2 separate regions of the Anser cygnoides genome follow, and region 1 is linked to region 2. A link is a contact called in public Hi-C data. All regions are on one chromosome and are shown on one strand. The core of a region is the stretch at or near the end of the contact, and the rest is flanking DNA. Distances in the headings are between cores, read along the strand shown.

The links. Hi-C and Micro-C count contacts between places; a contact is called where the count stands out from the background.
Region 1: a Hi-C map of liver shows a contact between it and region 2, with 2.3 times the contacts expected there. The contact joins the promoter of LSM11 here to the promoter of MED7 in region 2. A contact is called at or near these places in 2 of 7 Hi-C or Micro-C datasets (both in liver).

The regions. Positions count from the first base shown.
Region 1 is chr14:8,206,049-8,210,543 of Taihu_goose_T2T_genome, reverse strand. LSM11 (LSM11, U7 small nuclear RNA associated) reads right to left here and starts at 2,208. Exons shown (of 4, transcript XM_066977305.1): 1 at 1,759-2,208. The coding sequence starts at 2,182. It overlaps THG1L (tRNA-histidine guanylyltransferase 1 like), which reads right to left. Exons shown (of 6, transcript XM_048057451.2): 6 at 4,217-4,495.
Region 2 is chr14:8,044,509-8,049,283 of Taihu_goose_T2T_genome, reverse strand. It overlaps MED7 (mediator complex subunit 7), which reads left to right and starts at 3,384. Exons shown (of 2, transcript XM_048057239.1): 1 at 3,384-3,526; 2 at 3,976-4,775. The coding sequence starts at 3,995. The coding sequence ends at 4,687. It overlaps LOC136786398 (a long non-coding RNA gene), which reads left to right. Exons shown (of 3, transcript XR_010824947.1): 3 at 2,702-3,176.

The DNA.
Region 1 (4,495 bases), core at 959-3,458, 160 kb before region 2:
ATCCAAATTCTGATGAAGTTCAAGTCGCTGTCCACAGGGTAGACTCTATTTAGAGACAAAGTTAAAAGAACAGGAGCAAAGCAAGCAAGGACAGTTGAAGCAGCTCAGAGCAGTACTAAAGGCCTTTCTGCTGCTCTGCGGTAACTGCTTGCACAAGTTCTTTGCCCCTTGGTAAATACGAGATGATTCGAAATTGCTTCTCCTGAGCTGATTCCAAACAAGCACTGCTAACTCCTCACAATGGGCAAAATTTTGTGTCCATTTTACATTTCTGACACACGGAATTTAAGGAACAAGTCACACATTGTCACTGCTGCCTGGGAGCACAGCAACACAACCATGGGATGCAGTAAAGCACGAACCACACATATCGTACATGCCTCCAGAGGCAGCTATTGCCTTAGGATCCAAGCTTCGATCATAGCCAACCTGCTATGCAGACAGGCCCCCTAGTTGCAGGGAAAGCACACAGTTTTGAAAAAAAATAAACTCTTCAGACTGCTGAACAGCACTTTAGATGCCAGTTGAGCCAGTCTTCTTCAAAGTCCCCGCTGTCTAGTCTTAGATGTGTGGACGTTAAATATGTGCTCGTAATGGAAACATGTAACCTCCTCACTGGACCACTGCTACAGTTAATTTTTACAGTGCATTTTTTCAGTTTCAATCACAGTAATCCAAATACAGATTCTTTATATTAAGATCCTGAATCAATATCTAAGGTCAATTCTTTTGGAAATCCTACTTAAACAGAGCCTCTGCATTTGTGGAAAACTCTCAACTGACATGATCAGATTGCGGATCATACAGCACCTCTGGAAAGGAATATGTTGTTTTGGTGTCTAAGCAAGAAAAAGGTTCTGCTTTAGGCATTCAGAGTTGAACATTTGGGGTTTGTCTGTTTATAAAGAGCATTAAGGTGATGTTGGCGATGGGAAGAGATATTTTGACTCCAGTAAACCTGCAGTATTTTTAATTAAGCGCACTAAATTTGCATCTCATTTGCTTCTTGGTGTGGGTCCACAAGTTGCACCCCTTATGTTCAGGGGCTATTTCCCTGACTGCGTATGGAAGTTTACACAAGAAATTTGTATCATCCCCACAGACGACGAATTTATCATCACAGTTCCCTCCTGCCTCAATCCGCTGCTCTATCATCACATCAGTAGAAACACCAGTGCTGTATTTATGCCCCCAGGATGCACATTTAGTAGCCAAGAGAGCACAGTGTGTTGCGGGCTCACGCTGTGGTTATCACTTAACTACTAGCTCCATGGGCTGAAATCTGATTCCAGGTTTAAGAACGGTACTTCTGGAAGCACAACACTTTCTCGTCCTTCCTTTCCATTAAGAAGATGGATGTGACCAACCAAATGACCAAGGAGGATGTCACAACAAAACGAGCATCATCTCCAGTGAGCATTTCTGCGTTCGGCGTTTTACCAAGCCCGCCGTCCCCATTTCCCCCCGAGCTCCCTCAGTCCCTCTCCCTGACCCTGTCACCCCGCTGTCACCCCACCTCCCGCCTCACTCCGTACCCCCATGCCCCAGCACACCCCCTGGCACCCAGTGGCCGAGCCCGGGCCCCCTGCCCTTGCTCCAGCCCCCCTATACCTCAAGCCCCCCATTCCCGGCACCCCCATACCTCAGACCCTCCACAGCCTGGACCCCATGCCTCAGCCCTCCACACCTCAGCCCCCCCCATTCCTAGCCCCCCAAACCTCACCCCCCCACGCCTCAGCCCCCCCCCCCCGCCCTTACGGGGCATCCTGGTGAGGACGTTGCGCGGTGCCCTCCTGCGCCGAGCCGCCGCTCCCCCCGTGGCCGCCTCCTGCTCGGGCCCGGCGTTGACCATGAGGCTGCGGAGCCGCTGGATGCGCTCGGGGTCGGCGGCGGCGGGGCCGCGGCGGGCGGAGCGGGCGGAGGGGCCGCGGCGGGCGGCGGCGGCGGCAGCGGCGGGGCGGCGGCCCCGCGGGCGGAGCAGGCCGCGCTGGAAGCTCTCGTACTCGGCGAGGTTGTTGAAGCACGGGGCGCCGGGGAAGGGCAGCGGCGTGCGGGCCGAGTACAGCGCCAGCAGCGGGTCGAAGCGGCTGGAGCTCACGTCCAGGCGGCCGGGGCTCGGCGAGCGCTCGGCCCCCGCCCGGCGGCGCCGCTGCTGCTCCGCGGCCCCCTCGGCTTCCTCCATGGCGGGCGGCGCCCGGCCCGCCGCTAGGGGGCGCCGCAGCGCCGCCCGCCGGCCCCGCAAGCTAAGCAGGGCCCGGGGCGGGCCGCGCCGGGAGGGGAGACCGCCCAGCACCGCCCGCGGAGGCGGGGCGCGGGGAGGTGCGAATTAACGGTGTGTTAATGGGAAATTAGCGGTGCTGGCGGCGAGCAACGGTTTCCCTCGCCGCTGCTGCTGCCCTCTGCAGCCGCCAGAGGCCTCTGGCGGTCCCGGTGCTGCAGCGAACAGGGTCATTCTTATTTGAATGTGCTGAGTGGCACAGAATACAAGACCTATTTGTCACAGGACACGTTAACGCTGCGGGGTTTCTTTACTGCAACAGATTCCCCCACCTACCGTTGGTCTTCCATAACCGCTTCCCATAGCTTTAATGGTTCCTGTTACAACAGTATAACATCAGGCCGAGCTTGCTGCCCAACCTCAGGAAGCGTCTGTTTCTTCACAGCCCCAAAGAAACTTTATGCAGGAGGATACCATGTGCTTGAGTCCATTACATTCTTTCCCCCCACAGTATTTAAAGTCATAAAAATTCAAGACCAGAGTTGTAAAGACAATCTATATCTTGGTTCAAAACTCTATTATACTATATAGTAGTACTAAACTAGATGTTTACTTACTACACATCGTTGTATGAGTTAAATGGAAAACACTTGACAGCAGGACCTAATACACACATACTATGGTATCTCTCCTTATGTATCAGGTAGTCATGATATATGATTAAAAACCCCTACATGATGCTTTTTCAAGGAGGATCGTTATTGCCGAAGTTGTTTTCATCTTTGCTCAGAATGCAAAATCCAAACACTACCAACTCTGGAGCAGTTGCTCTGTACGTCATGTCCAAAGTCAAGCCCTAGATAGCAACGTGGCACATCAAAGTCGAGCAAATGACAATTTTGCTGTAAGACCAAAACACACACACACACACACAAAAAACAGATAGGAAGTTCTCAATGCTAAATGACTGCGGTGCAATGATTCATTCAGAATCACCACCACACACTCCCTCATATCCTCTTCCTGAGGAATTAAACAGGCCCTTCGACAAGCTAAAAATGGTATACATTCTCTTATTGCTCAGCATTAGTATACATCGGGGACAGGAAACTGCTATCACGAATGCACAGACTTATTCTTCATTCTCAGAAAAAGGAAGAAATTGCAAAGTAATATTTTACTTCAGTATCTGTATAGAGTGTTTTTTCAAAAAAAGTTTGCACATTGCCTTAAATGTATAAGTTCTTCCCGTAGTAAGAAAAGGGTGAAAGCAGAGAGTCAATTCATGACAGTAACTCAGTACTGACCTTATTTGGCCACATTTAATGCTCTCCTTCCATTTTTATGGCCAGTCCCAACTGCTGGTTCTCTCTCCCTTAGCGAACTGGCTGGCGAGCTGTAGCTATGTCAGTGCCATGTTTCTGAGACCAGCACGGTTAAAGCACTACCATTCTTATATCATTACAGTTGTATTTCTGAAATAGGCATTTATACTGAAATAAGTTATTTCCCTCAAAGTCTAGTTACATTTGGACAAGTCCCTTTACATTAGAAGCATTTGTGCTCCCAGAGGTTGAATGATTTAACTGTCTTGACAGAGATTAACCAAGTTATACAAGAACTAAACTGTGCAGAGAGCAAGCAACACACACCCTCCTTTCTTTAACTAAGAGGTATTGTCATGACTGCTACATCTGTATCATCCCCAAGAAAACCAGAGAACAGTAATAATAAAATTACTGCTGGCATCCTCCTTAAAGGCACCAAGAAACTACCCTGTGCTGCTATCTTTCACTCCACTGCACAGGAGGAGACAAATTACTTCCCAGGCCACAGAAGATGAGAGCACAATGTCTGTCCATACCCTAACAAAACTCAACTCTGTACGGTTTATTATTAGCTTAACTGTTTGAAACCTTCACTAATTACTACTAAAAATATTAGTAATGGGAAAGTCCAAATAATAAACAATGAGAAAGTCAAATAATAAACACAGCAGAGAATAAATCACTAGTTTTTAATATTTTAAAAAGTATAAAACCCTGTACATTTGACAAAAGCTTTTTAAAAATTCGTCATAGGAAACTGCTAGGCTTTCCCTTCTGTAAGGATGAGACATTATGTAGTTGAACAATTTGTTGCTAAGGTCAACCAAACACACTGGCCTTGAAATTTAATACTAAATGCCAACTGAAATATTATTTAATACTAAATACCAACTGTCTCTTATCTGAAAGAAAAAAGTATTTTTTCTTCTGCTTTTAACTACTCAAATGT
Region 2 (4,775 bases), core at 2,135-4,634:
TAATTTCTCATTTGGAAGCACTGCAGAGGAAATGTTAGTGGCTCCCCATATGCTAGAAAGGGTCATTCATGGGCCTGCTGAGAATCAGCCATGCTACCAAGAATGAGAATCAAAACCTTTTTTCTTCTTTCATTTGTTGGCTGCTACATACAGACTGGGAAAATGACTCAAGAAGATCAAGATCACGTGAAAAACAAGTGCTTGGTTCCCCACTATCTTCCACTTCTTGAAGTCACTGAATTTTACAGCCTTGCTGTACAGTTCACAGAGTGCAAGGCAGCCGAGAATCAAGCTCAGCTCTTGTTAAAAGAATGTGAAATCAAAGTCTGGAAAGTCCAACAAAACCAGAGGCAGGTTATCACCTCCTACTACTGGGTTTTCTCGTGCCTCTCTGGAGGTGGTACTTTTTTATTCCTTGTCTGTAGTACCAAGATGATCTGACAAACTGACAGCTGCTGCCACAGAGAGGAGAACCCTTCCCCTCACCATCTCCTTGAACTCCTCCCTTCCTTCTGCCTGTGTTTTCTCCTCACTTAAAAGCTAGCTCTGATACTGGATAGCACAGTGAGTCTACTTAACTCAAGAGAAGAGCAGAAAACATAATCCAGAAAAATTACAGTCATATTTTCTGTGGGGTATGGAGTTGCATCGATTTACTTTGCAATCCAGTGTTTTACACTGATGAAGACATTGTCTCATTTTCCCATTCCTGTCTCATTCCAACAATGAGAAGGAAACGTTGTACAGCCAGAAACGGAGACTGGAGGAGCAGTGAAGGAAGAAAGGAGAGGAGAACCAAGATGAAAGGTGAAGGAATGAGAACTCCTCTTTCCAAATCAGCAAACTGTTTAGTTGCAGCACGGAACCACACCCTTGCCTGCATCTGAAACCATGCTCTCAGTTCCATATTTATGTGTCTTGGTTAGATCTGTATCTTCATCCTGGAACACTTTCCCTTCTTCAAAATGATTATTTGTATGCATTGAAGTAGTGTTTAGAAACCACCACCATATGGGAACAATAAACAACAAAACAAACAAAAACAAAAACAGGAAAAAAAAAAAAAGATAAGTAATCTTGGATCCCCCCTTGCTGATGGTACGTGATTTTCTGCTCCGAACTGTTTAGCTTCTCAACTGACAAGATCACAAACTGATGAAAGAAGTAATGTGGTAGAGTATTCTGATGTTATGAGTGAAGATTAAAGGTTTCTTAAATCTTCCTGCTAAGCCCAAAGGACCTTGTGGCTTAATATGGAAAGTTTGAATGACTGGTATATGCCAAACAGCAAGCTTGTGGCATGAGAGACTACCAGAGTCCCAGCTCAAAGCATGACATCCAAAGGATCCCGTCAGTCTATGGAGGCCATAAGTTCCATAGCTATGATAGGAAAGTGGTGAATGGTGGCAACTTTTTAAACTTCTTCATTCTTTAACTTTTTTTTTTAAATATTATTATTATTTAAGTATGTATTTATTTGGGAACCAAATGACCAGTTTTCTTAAAGGTGGCTTTTACTAACAAGTTACATACTAGCACATATCATACATTTCAGAAGGTTGGTTTCCCCAGATACAGTGCTGAAGTGCTGAAAACAGAAAGCAACATGGCCAAACCATGTCATACTGTTTTTTTACTTCTGCATTGTGTTGCCCAGCATGGCTGGCCTTTAGGATATTTATGCACAAAGAATAAGAGCTTTCTGTACTCAAACTCCTGAGTCTGAACAATCCATTCAGAGCTTACACTACTCAATGCTCATCACATTTCAGTCATTATGGATCTGTTCCTGAAAAGAACACTAGATTAATTCACGTCTTGGGGCACCACAAAATCCTTAATGTAAAGAGCTTTGTTTCACATTTTAAGCAGAAGTATTGACATCCAGGGTAGAAAGTGTGAAGACATTGCTTCAGGTATTAGACAACATCAGATCTGGAAGTCTAGAGATTATTGACAAATGCAGATTCCGCCCAAACCAACTTAGTGTCAGTTTTTCCTAAATCAAAACTGTAAGTCATTTCCAAATGGCAAGAATATCCTCCTTTGGACAACATGCCTAAATTGAGGCCCATTTACCCAAGAAATCCTTGGGTCTATATCTGTAAACACGACATAGGCCATATCCATGCATATATGCATGTAGATAAATACTAAACTATAACCACACTGATGACATCAGTCTGTGAATACAGAAAAAAGTCAAGGAACAAACCTTTAACTCAGACTGAGTAATCAACAGATACTTGACTAGGTAACTGAAGTCATCAGCGATTATCTTTGAATATGTGTAAATACTAATACAGCACTTCCAAAGAATAAGGGCATCAACCTTCATAATGGGAGAGATTTCTTCAGTAAGTTCACTGAAGACCACCCTTCCTTCCCACATGACAGACACTGTCCTTCTCGCTAAATCATGAATGTCACAACGGGGTTCATTTCTGCGAAAATATAGTTTGCCAGACTCTTTTGATGCCAAGGGGTTGCACTCATCATCAGGCCTGCCTCAGCTGTAGAGTGTGTTTTTTGGTTCGGACTATTTCAACATTCAGATAATCAGTAAAATGTAAGCAGCAAATGTTTTCAGGTTTTCTAGTCAAATTAACAATTCTGAAGTTTCTTTGCATTGTTTTATAAATAATTGGCAGGATCCAAAGGGATAATAAAATAATCAATTTTTTTTTTTTTTCCCCAAAAGTGATCTTGAAAAGAAACTCTGTAAAAGATACTGCATGTATACACAACGGGTTCCTGCAAAACCAAGGATATTACTGCCACCTGCCGAGGAAGAGAAGGAACAGAACATAAATGCCCAGGTGTCAAAACCTCCTCTTTTTCAGTTGGCCATTTCGGGGAGAAATTCCTGCAGAGGCAATGCCAGCGAGCCCCGCTGCCCAAGACCCACAAAGTGGAAAATATAAATCCACATTTTTTTCCTTCAGCTCTTCGTGGAACGAAAATGAAAGAAAACCACTGGAGCCCAGCTGTTTGTGACAGCCTTTATGTACTCAGGCTTGGATGTTTAGATAAAGGAACACTGCAAACACTTTCCAAGCAAATGCTTTTATTTCGTGACCAGGGATGACACCGAAGTTTCTGACGCATGGAAGCACTATGTACGACCACCACATAATTTAGTGGTTAAAGTCTCAGAATTCTGTTGGAGATCGCAGTCTAAGTATTTTCCTTCCAAGCAGTCCCTGCTGCTTTGGGGTGGCAGCCACCAAGCACCAGTCGGTGCACACCTAAGTTCTGAGAGGACCTCAGGCCTACGGAAGCCACTCGAGCCCCCAACATGGCGCCCCCTCCATGGCGACGCCCCGCCCCAGGCACCGATCGGCACCGCCTCCCGAGAGAGCGCTGCCTCTGAATGGAGCAAACTTCAGACCGGCGTTCGGAACAACCAATCAGAGCGCGCCGCTCTCCCAGCCCTCGCTCGGCAAGCCAATTGGGAGGGGGAACAAAAGGGGGTGCCGGCGGAAGCGCGGTGCTGGCGGAAGGCTGAGGGGAGCGCGGCGCGCAGGTGAGGGCAAACGGCCGGGCAGCTCCGTCCCGCCGCCGCCTCGGGGCCTGTCAGGGCCCGGCCGGGGCTGCGGTGTGGAGGCCGCCCCCTGCCCTGCGGGCCGGGCCTGCCTCCCGGTGGCTGTTTGCTACCGCTCCCCGCCTTCCTGGGTCGGGCCGTGGCCAGGGAAGGGCTGTCCCCCCTCTTCCTGTGGCTGCGCTGTGTGCAGGCTGGCTCTGCGCGGGCTGAGAGGCGAGTGCTTGATGTGCCTCTCGTGAGGGTAGTTGTGGTGGGAGTATATCTCAGTGAAGAGCTAACATGGGTTTATTGGGGGAGCTCCGTGTGTTATCCACACCGAGACAGCTTCTGCTTGGTGCGTTGCCTCAACGTAGCCCTCACACAGTACCTTTATTTATATTATAGGTTTGTTACGCAGTCTGTATAACATGTATTTCTTTGGCATTCCCTAGGTACTTTCATCTGGCAAAAATGGGTGAGCCCCAGCAAGTGAGTGCTCTTCCTCCGCCTCCAATGCAATATATAAAAGAATATACTGATGAAAATATCCGTAAAGGCCTGGCACCAAAGCCACCTCCGCCTGTGAAAGACAGTTACATGATGTTTGGTAATCAGTTTCAGTGTGATGATCTAATTATCCGACCCTTGGAAAGCCAGGGTATTGAACGCTTGCATCCTATGCAGTTTGATCACAAGAAGGAATTAAGAAAGCTTAATATGTCTATCCTGGTCAACTTCCTGGATCTCTTGGATATCTTGATAAGGAGTCCAGGGAGTATAAAGCGAGAAGAGAAACTGGAGGACTTGAAACTGCTCTTTGTTCATGTCCATCATCTTATAAATGAGTACCGTCCTCACCAAGCTAGGGAGACCTTGCGAGTCATGATGGAAGTGCAGAAACGTCAGCGTTTGGAAACTGCAGAACGATTTCAGAAGCATTTAGAGCGAGTTGTGGAGATGATTCAGAACTGCCTGGCTTCTTTGCCTGATGACCTGCCTCACTCAGAGGGAGGACTGCGAGTGAAAACAGAACCAATGGACACTGATGATGGCAACAACTGCATTGGACAGAGTGAAAAACAGAGAGAGCGTTCTGGTTGCAAGAGAGATCAGGTTTTAGACAAAGATGCAGCTATGTGTAGCATTATTGATGAAATGACATGAAAAAGCTTCTTCCATTAGCTCACTACAAGGAGAAGCAGAATAGATTCTGAAGGTCTATGTTATGTTTTGTTTTCCTGTTATACAAGCA